2 separate regions of the Sus scrofa genome follow, and region 2 is linked to region 1. The links are chromatin contacts, called in public Hi-C maps. All regions are on one chromosome and are shown on one strand. The core of a region is the stretch at or near the end of the contact, and the rest is flanking DNA. Distances in the headings are between cores, read along the strand shown. Region 1 holds the start of GCFC2 (GC-rich sequence DNA-binding factor 2). Region 2 holds the start of POLE4 (DNA polymerase epsilon subunit 4).

Region 1 (5,330 bases), core at 72-2,571:
TTTGTTAAGAGGGTAGATCTGATGTTAAATATTTTGAGTATATATTTTTTAAGTAATTTCCAATCTGTAGGGCTAACTTGGATGTACTAACTGATCATCAGGACCAGGACCTCCATGCATATTGCGACCCTCTGGTCCCAGGCCAAGGATCTCATCATAGTAAATGCAAGAAAAAAAAATGATGCTGAAAAAATGAAAGCACAAAGGTCCATACTTTTATAGATGCATTTCCACAAAACTGTTTTTAATTGCCAAAGAACAGTGTGATACTTTACTTACAAATAAGACTTATCAAAATTTTTATCTGATAAATTTTGACATAATTTGGCTTAACATGGCAATATATCCATTACTTATAACAAGACAGAAAGAAAAAATAGCTCTATGAGAAAGGAGGCATTTTCCAAAAGATTGACATAATCCTTTTGTAAGTAGCACATTTATCACTAGAGGGCGCTCAGAACCCACTAACCAATGCCTAATAACGCTGACTAAAACATTTCACTAATGGGAAGAAAAAAAAAAAAACAAAACGGCTTAAGTAATACATTGGTTTCCAAAAGTTGGAGAATATTTCATATGCCAATTTTCTTCAGTTACTAACCTCTGAAAATTTAAGTTATTTTAAAAAGGTGAATAATGCAAAGTCTCCTAATAACCAGCTAATCAATAAGTTAGTATTGTAAATAAGTATAGTGGGGATAGATAAGATATATGGCGTTATTCATGCTCTCTGGGGGGGGGGAAATCCTAATATTCATGAGAAAGGGCAAATAATATAAGATAGTGATGATTATGGGTACCTGGAAAGGCTTCTTGCTCTCTGGTTGCTCTTTACTTGTTTCTATCTGTAATTCTAAGAGGCCATCCTTTTTATCTCTGTGCTTTTCTTCTTGATTGTTGCTTACTTGTGCAGTATCATTTCTGTGTAGATGTTACTGTTTAGCTTCCAGAGACAATCTCTTACACAGTGTAGGCTTATTTGTTTTAATTCTTGTTTAGAAAGAGAACTTCACTTTCTCCAGAAAGTCGAAGAGTGGATCCAGTCCAGGATGTGGGCACAACGCCTGAGTCCCAGACAGGGTTTGCACAAAGAGAGCCTGTGAGTGCTGCTCTCCATAGCAGTTAGCTTGAGGAACCTGCGGTAATCTCTTCGCGAGCACCTGCATAAACTGACCTTGCAAAGAGAACGCCGCACATCCCTAGAAACCCCGGGAGACGAGTTGGGTCGTACAGAACGAAAAAAGAAAACTACGCATGCGCATGGCGAAGCCGGCGTCGAAGCCGCTTGGCTCCCGCGCGCTTACGGGGCGGCGAGGCGGGAGGCGGGAGCGTGCGCCTGCGCGGAAGCCGTAGACCTGGTGTGTCTGGGTTCGGTCATGGCTCACAGACCGCAGAGGACTTTTCGGCAGCGCCGAACTGACTCTAGCGACAGCGACAGCGGCCAGGAACCAACTGCCGAACCAGGGGTGCCCGGAGAGCAAGTAGCCCCGGGCCCTGCGGAGGAAGGAATGCTGTCCGAAGGAGGCTGCGCGGAAGTGGCAGAACGGCTCCGCCGGGCCCGGGGCGGGGGCCGGGGCCGGGGCCGGGTCTGGGCGAGTTCCCGGCGCGCGGCGAAAGCGGCTCCGCGCTTGGACCCAGGATCGGATGCCCCAGGTGACACAGGGCGGCGGCGTGGGTGCCCGGGGCGGGGGCGGGAGGAAGACCCCGAGGAGTTAGGGTGGTTTCGGATCTAACCCGGTGCTTACCAGGATGTGGGCTGCATCGCAGGAATAGTAAGCATGACAGCCTGCTTGCGAACACCCGCCCGCTGCTGGCATCTCCACACTGGGCTCCCAGGGGCAGTAGAATGAATCCTGTTAAGTTTGGGCTCCTCTGTTTTGCAACATCAAATGAACCTTCACCAATTATAGCTTTAGTGCTGCACCTGATGCTTATGAGGAACCTAAATCGCCCCAGAAGAGTTAAAAAATTTTCTGATATTTCTAAGTAAGTGGTAATACTTTCTGGAAACGTCCCTAATTGTTTTTCTAGAAAACATCTAACTGGATGGAATGGTACGCTGGAAAAATTTAGGTGACAGGCTTTGGGACATTTTACTTTTTTTAATTTAAACCATTATTTAAAGAAAAGATTATGTCACTAACAGTAGGTAAATGACACTGTAGACTGCCAATAATGATGTTAAATACAATGTAAATTTTGAGATACCTTTGTGTTCCTAAAAATAGGATTCAGGTAGCATCAAGTTGTTTACATAAGGTGTGTTCTTTTTTGAAATGGAGTTTAATAAGAATGGTTAGTCGAGGAAAAAAATTCTCACCACTCTTCGGTGATTTCTTAGTCAGTGTTATAATCACTTGTTTATATGAAGTGTGATTTTTTTTAAATGCTTTTGTATGTTAAGTCATCTGGTTAAACTATCAGGGAGAATTGAGGCCAGCACTTGCTGTTTCACTTGCTTTGTAAAACAGTGGTACTCAAGCTTTTTGGTCTTGAGTATAAAGGGTAAACCTTCATACTTTTAAAAATTATTAACGATCCCAAAGAGCTTTTGGTTCTGTAGATTATTCTGTAATATTTGCCGTATTAGAAATTAAGATTAAATTTTTACTCTTTTAAAATTAATTCATTACATGTAAGGAAAGAAACTTTTTTTATGAAAAATAACTATTTGCCAAAAAAGAGTAAGAGTATCATTGTTTTGACTTGGGGTTTTTTATTTTGTTCTGTTTTTGTTTTTTGTTTTTATGGCTTTTGAGGTTTTTTTGGCCAATCCCGCTGGATGTGGAAAAACTAGAGCCAGGAATCAAAATCTATGCCACAGCAGCGTTCTGATCCACAACAGTGCTCACATTGGGTCCTTAACCTGCTATACCACCAGGGAACTCCAGAGTGACGTCGTTTTGAGTTTGAATCTCTTTAACATCTAGCATAATGGGAGACAGCTGAATTCTCAAAACTATTTCTGTATTCAACCTGTTTAAATATATTTTGTTTTTGATTTTGAAGAAAAGCACAGATAGATGGTTACCAGTCCTCAATAGCCTTTTTGGTTTATGGAGGTTATTGTGCTTTAATGTGACAATGCAGCTCTCAACACGTGATACATTCTCAAAGGTTAGTTTGCAACATGGAAGCTAAAACTCTATCTTCTTTTTTTTTTTTTTGTACTCCATTAGATTAAAATCTTTTGGTGTGTTTTGTACTTTAAAAGAATCTTTTACCCAGGTATGAGTAGTAACATCATGCATTGATTCTTTGAGAAGTGTTGGTTCACTGAGTTGCAGTTTTTGCAGGTGTTGGTATATCTAATTACACGCTATCCAAAAAAACCCTCAATGCTACTACTATATCATCAGTCTTTTAGTATTGGAAAGCTATCAAGTTCTCAAGAGGATATAAGTTTTCTCAAAATTCCAGCCTTCATTTGAAATCAATAATTCTTGAAGTGATATTTTGCTCATTTTGAGAATGTTTGTCAGATATCCATGTCTGAATAAATAGTTTGTCATTCTCTGAAGGCAAATGGTATTCCTGCTCAAATGCAGTGGCAAAGTTCAACTTGCATCTCATCACACAGTGCTTTTTCTTGAGGCAACCATTGCATTTGAGTATGCCCCAGAAGTACTTTATGCATGCTTCCATTTTGATTTACAGAATATTAAAAAGATACGTCCTCAGGATCAAGATTTAATAAAATTTTGCATTGCTTCATTAAGAAACGTGAGTGAAACTGGATGTTTTTATTGCCACTGCATGTTAGCAAAGAAGCTACTACTGCTTCTGTGGTCATATCCCTGTTATGACTCAGACTGAAATATCAGCAGTTTTACCAACCCCTGTTTTTACTTCATTTTGTAAATATCAATGGTAAAGTGTGTGTAACATGTTAATAGTGTGATGGAAGCAGTTTTGGCTTATAGCTGTCTAAAAGTGTTCGAGAGACCTCTAAGGGTTGATGGACTATACTCTTAAGAACCATTGCTTTGGTGTAACTTTTCTTCACTTTAGGAAGATATAGGAGTTGTCATAAATAGCAGTAGCTAAGAAAGATGTAAACTGTAGCTATTTTCCTCTGTCTTTTAAGTTTGGTTTCTTAACTCTAGACTTTTTTGAAATGTATAAGGGATATAAACATCTAATTAAGGGATGTTTTTAAGGTAAAGAGTACTATTTATGTAATCTTGAGTTTTAAGGTTATTCACAAATATGACAAAATAATTGTGAATTAACAAGTCCTTTCTTTGTCAATAATACCATGAATTCCTTTACATTTTGTTCATTCAGTTCTTGAATACCTCTGTGAGAGTTATCATTGAATATTACCTTTAATAGATTAATTGACTGTGTCCTTTCCAGAATCGTACAGTGGAAATAGATTTATGATTTGGTTTGAGACCACAGTGCTCGTTATAGTACTCCTTAACCACCAGCCCTTGATATGTGTCATAATATTTATGAGAGCCTAAATTCCAGAGTTGGATGAAATTAGATTGAAAGCCCTGCTTCTGCATTTAATAACTTTGTGACACTTTGTTATTTAGCCTCTCCATTCCTTAGTGTCCTCATCAGTAATAGCATTTACTTTATAGAATTGCATTAAATGAAACATACCTTGTGAAACAGACTTCAGTATGCCTAGTACATACTAGTGTAGTGTATGTGAAGTGTTCTTTTCTTTTTTTACTTATTTGCTACCACTGCTTTCCTCACTGTCTTAAATATTCCTTCATTTCTTGTCATTTTGTTTCTCCTATGTTCCCTTTCCTCTTTTCATTTCATTCTTTAAGGGAGGATTTTACTAGTTAAGTAGATAGTGCAAATAGGATAAGCCCTTGTACATTTATCAGACCATCTGTTGATTTCAGAAAGAATGGAAGTTAGGGACAGATCTGCATTAGATCTACCTTAATTTAAGTATGTGGAGTAAAATGAAAACACCGTATTTTATATGTGCCATGTATTGTTCAGAATTTCAATTATTGATTCCAACGTCTTGACTCTTTCTTATTATATTTAAAAAATGTCCTCTTAGAATCCAGAACAGTTGATCTTTCAACAGACAGAGAGGATGGAATACATCATTCTTCAGAAAGCAAAGATGATCAGAGTTCATCTTCCAACAGCTCTAGCTCTCTGGAAGAAGAAGAAGAATTTTTATCAACAGGTTGGTAATTTTGGTTAAGAACTTTATTTCTAATACTAGTATTTTATGCTAGTGATTGTTATTATTGGTAAACTCCAGTGAAGTCTAAGGCAAGTAAGTCATTAATGATTGTCAAAGTGCCAAAATTGATTGCTCATTCCCATTGTGTAACATGCCGAAG
Region 2 (5,326 bases), core at 2,774-5,273, 570 kb after region 1:
GATGGACTGGGAATTAGGGTTAGAGAGATTGTCTTTGGAATGGATAAGCAATGAGATCCTGCCGTATAGCACTGGGAACTATATATACTCACTTATGATGGAGAATGATAATGTGAGAAAAAAGAATGTATACATGTATGTGTGACTGGGTCACCTTGTGTATAATAGAAAATTGAAAGCACACTGTAAACCAGCTATAATGGAAAAAACAAAAATAATAACAGAGATTTAAAAAAATAAAATAAAACGTTTCAGCAAAGATAAACAAACAAACAAAAAATCCAAACCAAGCACTATGCATGGTATAGGCTAAAGCAGAAAACTTCCTATGTTTTTCTCCACTTTTATTCCCAGGACCCTCCAATTTACTTCCATAGGTTGGTAAGTTTACATCTTTGAATAGAAATTTGATCATATCACTCATTTCTTCGAGAAGTTAGTAAATAAAAATAAATAAATAGATGTGCTTGCTTTGGCAGCATATATATTAAAATTAGAACCATAGAGAGAAGATTAGCACAGCCCCTGAGCAAGGATGACAGGCAAATTCATAAAGTGTTCCATATTTTAAAATTAAAATAATTAAATAGAAAGTAAAGGGGTTCCACTGTGGCACAAGAGTAGTTAAAGATCCAGCATTGTCTCTGGTGGCGGCCTGGGTTTGATCCTTGGCCTGGCACAGTGGATTAAGGAACTGGCATTGCTGCAGCTGTGGCATAGGTCGAAGGTGCAACTCAGATTTCATCCCTGGCCTGGGAACTTCCATATGGCAAAGGTGTAGCCAAAAAAAAAAAAATTAAAATTAAAATATAAACAGGTAGAATAAGCTCCAAACATTTTTGATTGAGGAACTGACAGGCTGTCAGTCACAAGACATTGCCTACCTTAGGTAGGGAGCTAATAAGTTATTTCCAAAAAAAAATTAGTTAAGCATAAAAGAGGCTTTAAAAAGAAAATCTACAAATTAAGAGAATAATCAATAATCTAAGCTTAATGCTAACCATGGGAATGTACCTTAAAAGGCATTTAAAAGAATATCTCAAAAGGGCCAGAGACCTCAGTTGATTATAGATGCAGAACCAAGGAGTAAAAATAGTGAAATAAATACTTCAAGGAAAGATGAGTTCCTGCTGTGGCTCAGCAGGTTAAGAACCTGACTAGTATCCACAAGGATGCAGCTTCAGTCCCTGGCCTTGCTCAGTGGGTTAAGGATCTGGCAATTGTGGTGAGCTGTGGTGTAGGTCCCAGTCACAGCTCAGATCCAGTGTTGCTGTGGTTGTGGCATACGAGGGCAGCTGCAGCTCTAATTTGACTCCTAGCCCAGCAACTTCCATATGCCTCAGGTGCAGCCTTTAAAAAAAAAAATTCAAGAAAAGATATGTGAAGGTATTAAGGCTTTGAGGAGGTAAACAGAACCCTGGTCGTTAAAAGTGAGAAACTAAAGGTACATGGCTTTTCCAAAACTATTCAATCAATCTATATGCAGGGAAGAGTAAACTGATCAGATTTAGGGGCAGCAGGAAGAGAGCTCTAGGTAAAGAGAGTTAAAATGAGGTATTTCAGATATTTTCTATTTCAATGACAAGATTTAATTAGTACACATGAGTTAATCCAAGATTCTTAAGAACAAACAGATACAGGCCAGTAGAGAATCTCACTGCGGCAAAATCATCACTTTAGAGAGATTGTTGAAGAAGAAAAAAGAACAAGAGGTAACCCTTTAAACGTTGGCAATTGTTTCTGATCTCTAGCATTATGATAAGGGGTAAGATTTATATCTAGAGATGGGGCTCAAAGTCAGAAACAAACTTCTGAAAATCCCCCAACTCCACTGGGGTCTTTCCAGTCCCTCCCACTGTTCATGGTTAGCAGTTTTCATAAAGTTCTAATTACCCAAAGGAATTTGAATTGTAATTTGTGTTTCCTATCTTAACAGGAAATAGAATTACTCCTACATGAACAAGGAAGAACCAGGCATCAATTTCATAAGGTTTTGAACTCAGATTTTAGCATGAGAAAGACAAGTGGAGGCGTTCCTGCTGTGGCAGAGTGAGTTACGAATCTGCATCAGCTCTGGTTGCTGCCCAGGTGCTGGTTAGATCCCTGGGTCTGGTGTAGTGGGTTAAAGCATCCTGCTTTGCTGCAGCTGCAGTGCAGGTCACAGCTGAGGCTTGGATTCAATCCCATATCCCTTCCATATGCCATGGCTGTGGCCATTAAAAAAAAGAAAAGAAGAAGAAGAAGAAGAAAGGAAGGAAAGAAGGGAAGGGGATAAAGAGGGAAGGAGATTAAGGAGGGAAGGAAGGAGGAAGGAAAGAAGGCAAGTGGAAAGGACTACCCCCTGATAGAGAACTCACCTTCCAGGAAAGCAAATTCGTCCACAGCTTCTATTGCATTATCTGAAACACAAGGTAAAGGGACACCTGATTAACTGTGGACACAGGCATCAAACCTCTTACAAGAGCACAACACACACAATGAAGGGCCTGAGGCTTTATGCAAATAAGCATTTATAAAATTTGTCCCTTGCTATCTTGAGATCTACATCTTCTCCACCACCAAATACTACGTATCAGCTGTCTCTCTACAGCCTAGGTAAATACTGTTCCCTGGGGGGAACCTCTTTCCTCTGAAAGTCATCAGAGAAGAGAGTCTGGCTATAGAGCAAGGAAAGTGAGATTGTGGTATACGAAAATTTACACACATTCTAGAGTAGAAAAAAGTAGAGTCAGAAATCAAACCTATCCTTTCTAGGTGGAAAAAAAAAAAAAAAAAAAACGACAAGCCTGGTACAATATAGCAGAAGGAATAAAGGGGTCTAGTTAGCTTTGGCAACATCCAGGCTCCTTTTGGTTCTCTGTCCCAACACCACTCCAGCCAACCAAAACAGACATTCGAGAGGCACGATCTTCTGGCACAGTGACAGTTCAACAGAAAACATCATAGGAAGAGACCTGTGGTGTCCCTCATCTTAAAGTGATGCCTTCTCAACTAGTGTAAGGAGAGTCTCGCCCAGCCCTCCCTTGTGTACCCACAGATGCAAGACACCAAAGTGACAGTCTACCCAAATCTCTCCTCTGAAGGGTTTTCCTCTTTCCCTGTTGAGCACAGCAGTAGGCATCCTTTGCAATGGTCTCCACAAACAGTTCCTATTAAGAAAAGCAGAAGGGGAAAAAAGTAAAAATTGTAATAAACAAACCAAAATTAAAAGAAAAGAAAAAAGAAAATAAGCAAAGTTGTATCCACGAGTTCTAGTGCAAATGCTTGTTCCTGTTTGAGTGGGGGCCAAGGGTGGAAGAGGGCACAGATGCACGGGGAGGTTCTCAGGGAAGCTGAAATTTCTCCTGGACTTCATAAAAGTCTATTCCCCTCCCCTCTCCTGCTGTAGTCCAGACACGTCTGTCCCTCCCTCACTCTGAAGATTCACCCCACTCACTTACTTGAAACAAGTTATAAAGTTAGACTAGAGACACAAATCAAAGTCGCGGAAGAGGTAGGTCCTACGAAACCAATACAAGTACTGCATGTGACCCTTTCTCTGTCTTCCCTCCCGATACTCACAACTCAGTATCCGGCCCCAGCACCCCTCTAACCTCTCGGGCCTCAGCACAACCTGCCCCAGATGGCCTTCTTACTGCCCACGCTCACATCTCAAATTTGGCCCCAAATACAGCTAAGCTCCGCCCTTCCGAAAGGCCCCCGAGGCCCCGCCCCGCCCCACTAGGTGACCCAGGCGCTCCCCGCCGCACCGCGGCTCGTGCCAGGATGAAGATGGCTTCCTGTCCCGCGAGCGTCACGTCGGGGTCCGCCTTCACCAAGGCCTTCACTCGCGCCAGAGGTAGCCTCGAGAGACGAGCCCCAGGCGTACTTGTCGGGGCTTGGGGCTGCGGGGCCGCCGCCTCCCCAGCTGAGCTGTCCTCTTCCCGGGCAGGCCCACTTCCAGCTGCCGCCGCCACCGCGGCCGCCATCCGGGCCCCGGGCGTGCTGCGCGCGGCCGCCGACTGTGCGCGCGCAGGCGGTGCCGGCCCCTTTCCCGCGCGCACTGGCAGCCACGCCCCCTGATGGCTCGTGACTCCGCCCCCCCCCCAACCGGCCAGCGTGGCGGAGTATCCCGTGAGAGAGGCGGAGGGCTGGCGTTTAATCTTTTCTATCCCTCACAGCGCTTCTGAGGTCTGGTGGTCCGATTTTGCAGTTTGCTTTGCATCTCACGCGATGTCCTACCTAGTTGAGCTCTCTTTTGAGAACTTGATTGTAAAAGTAAACAGCAGTAATAGAAATATATAGGAGAAACTTGGACAAATGTATATGCTCCTGGAGGAGACAGTAAAGTAGGAGAAATAAAAATGTAGGCGGGGAAAGAAGTAAATGATGGGCATCGCTTCAACAATTCTTCCCTCTTTCCCATGACGAAACCTCATCTGCATCACAGTCCAATTAGGAAAAGGAAACTACACAGAGTTTGAACAGGGAAAGTAATTTGAATAGAAAGTTTAACATAAAAGTTAAACTATAAGAGTTCCCGTCGTGGCACAGCAGAAACAAACCTGACTAGCACCCATGAGGACACACAGGTTCAATCCCTGGCCTTGCTCAGTGAGTTAAGGATCCAGCGTTGCCATGAGCTGTGGTGTGGGTCGCAGACACGGCTCAGATCTGGTGTTGCTGTGACTCTGGTGTAGGTCAGCGGCTATAGCTCTGATTCCACCCCCAGCCTGGGAACCTCCATATGCCACAGGTGCGGCCCCATAAAGACAAAAAAAAAAAAAAAAAGTTACTCTAACAGGATTGACTATGAGTGAGTAAGGAGAAGTCTAAAAAATAGAGGAATCACACATAGGCTCCCAGGGCTGGTGTGGAAAGCCCAAGGACGGAAGGAACATGAGAAAGCACCCATCCCACCAAGCTCTTATTGGAGAGGAGTCTTGACATTAGTCTCAAGTGAGAATCAAGGCAGCCAGCAGTCACCGTGCTCTGCTTACTTGCCTACTCACCAAGGTGATTATTGGACACCTTCTCCTTACTGTTGCCGGAAATATCAGCTGCCTCTGTACACAATGCCAAACAGAAAGGTGTAGAGTTGGAGGAAACAGAGAAAGTAGCTTTAATTGCCAGTCAAAGAGGGAACACAGCAGGCTAGTGACTCAAGGACTGTGACCCCCCTGTACTCCCTTGGAGGGTGTAGTGAGGAGTCTTACAGTGTTTGAGGAGCAGGGCGTGATCAGCTCCTGGGCATTTTCTTGATGAGTGGGTGGTGAGATAATTAAGAGTCAGTGTCATTAACCTTCTGGTTCCAACCAGACTGGGGTCTATATTCTTGTGGGCTGCA

What was found. Hi-C and Micro-C count contacts between places; a contact is called where the count stands out from the background.
Region 2: a Hi-C map of embryonic fibroblasts shows a contact between it and region 1, with 2.8 times the contacts expected there. The contact joins the promoter of POLE4 here to the promoter of GCFC2 in region 1. A contact is called at or near these places in 1 of 5 promoter capture datasets (liver) and 1 of 47 Hi-C or Micro-C datasets (embryonic fibroblasts).

The regions. Positions count from the first base shown.
Region 1 is chr3:67,546,482-67,551,811 of Sscrofa11.1, forward strand. It overlaps GCFC2 (GC-rich sequence DNA-binding factor 2), which reads left to right and starts at 1,322. Exons shown (of 17, transcript XM_021087312.1): 1 at 1,322-1,656; 2 at 5,039-5,170. The coding sequence starts at 1,380. LOC106509776 (a long non-coding RNA gene) reads right to left here and starts at 1,260. Exons shown (of 3, transcript XR_001307629.2): 1 at 804-1,260.
Region 2 is chr3:68,113,285-68,118,610 of Sscrofa11.1, forward strand. POLE4 (DNA polymerase epsilon subunit 4) reads right to left here and starts at 4,024. Exons shown (of 5, transcript XM_021087319.1): 1 at 3,750-4,024; 2 at 3,065-3,149; 3 at 2,358-2,399. The coding sequence starts at 3,968.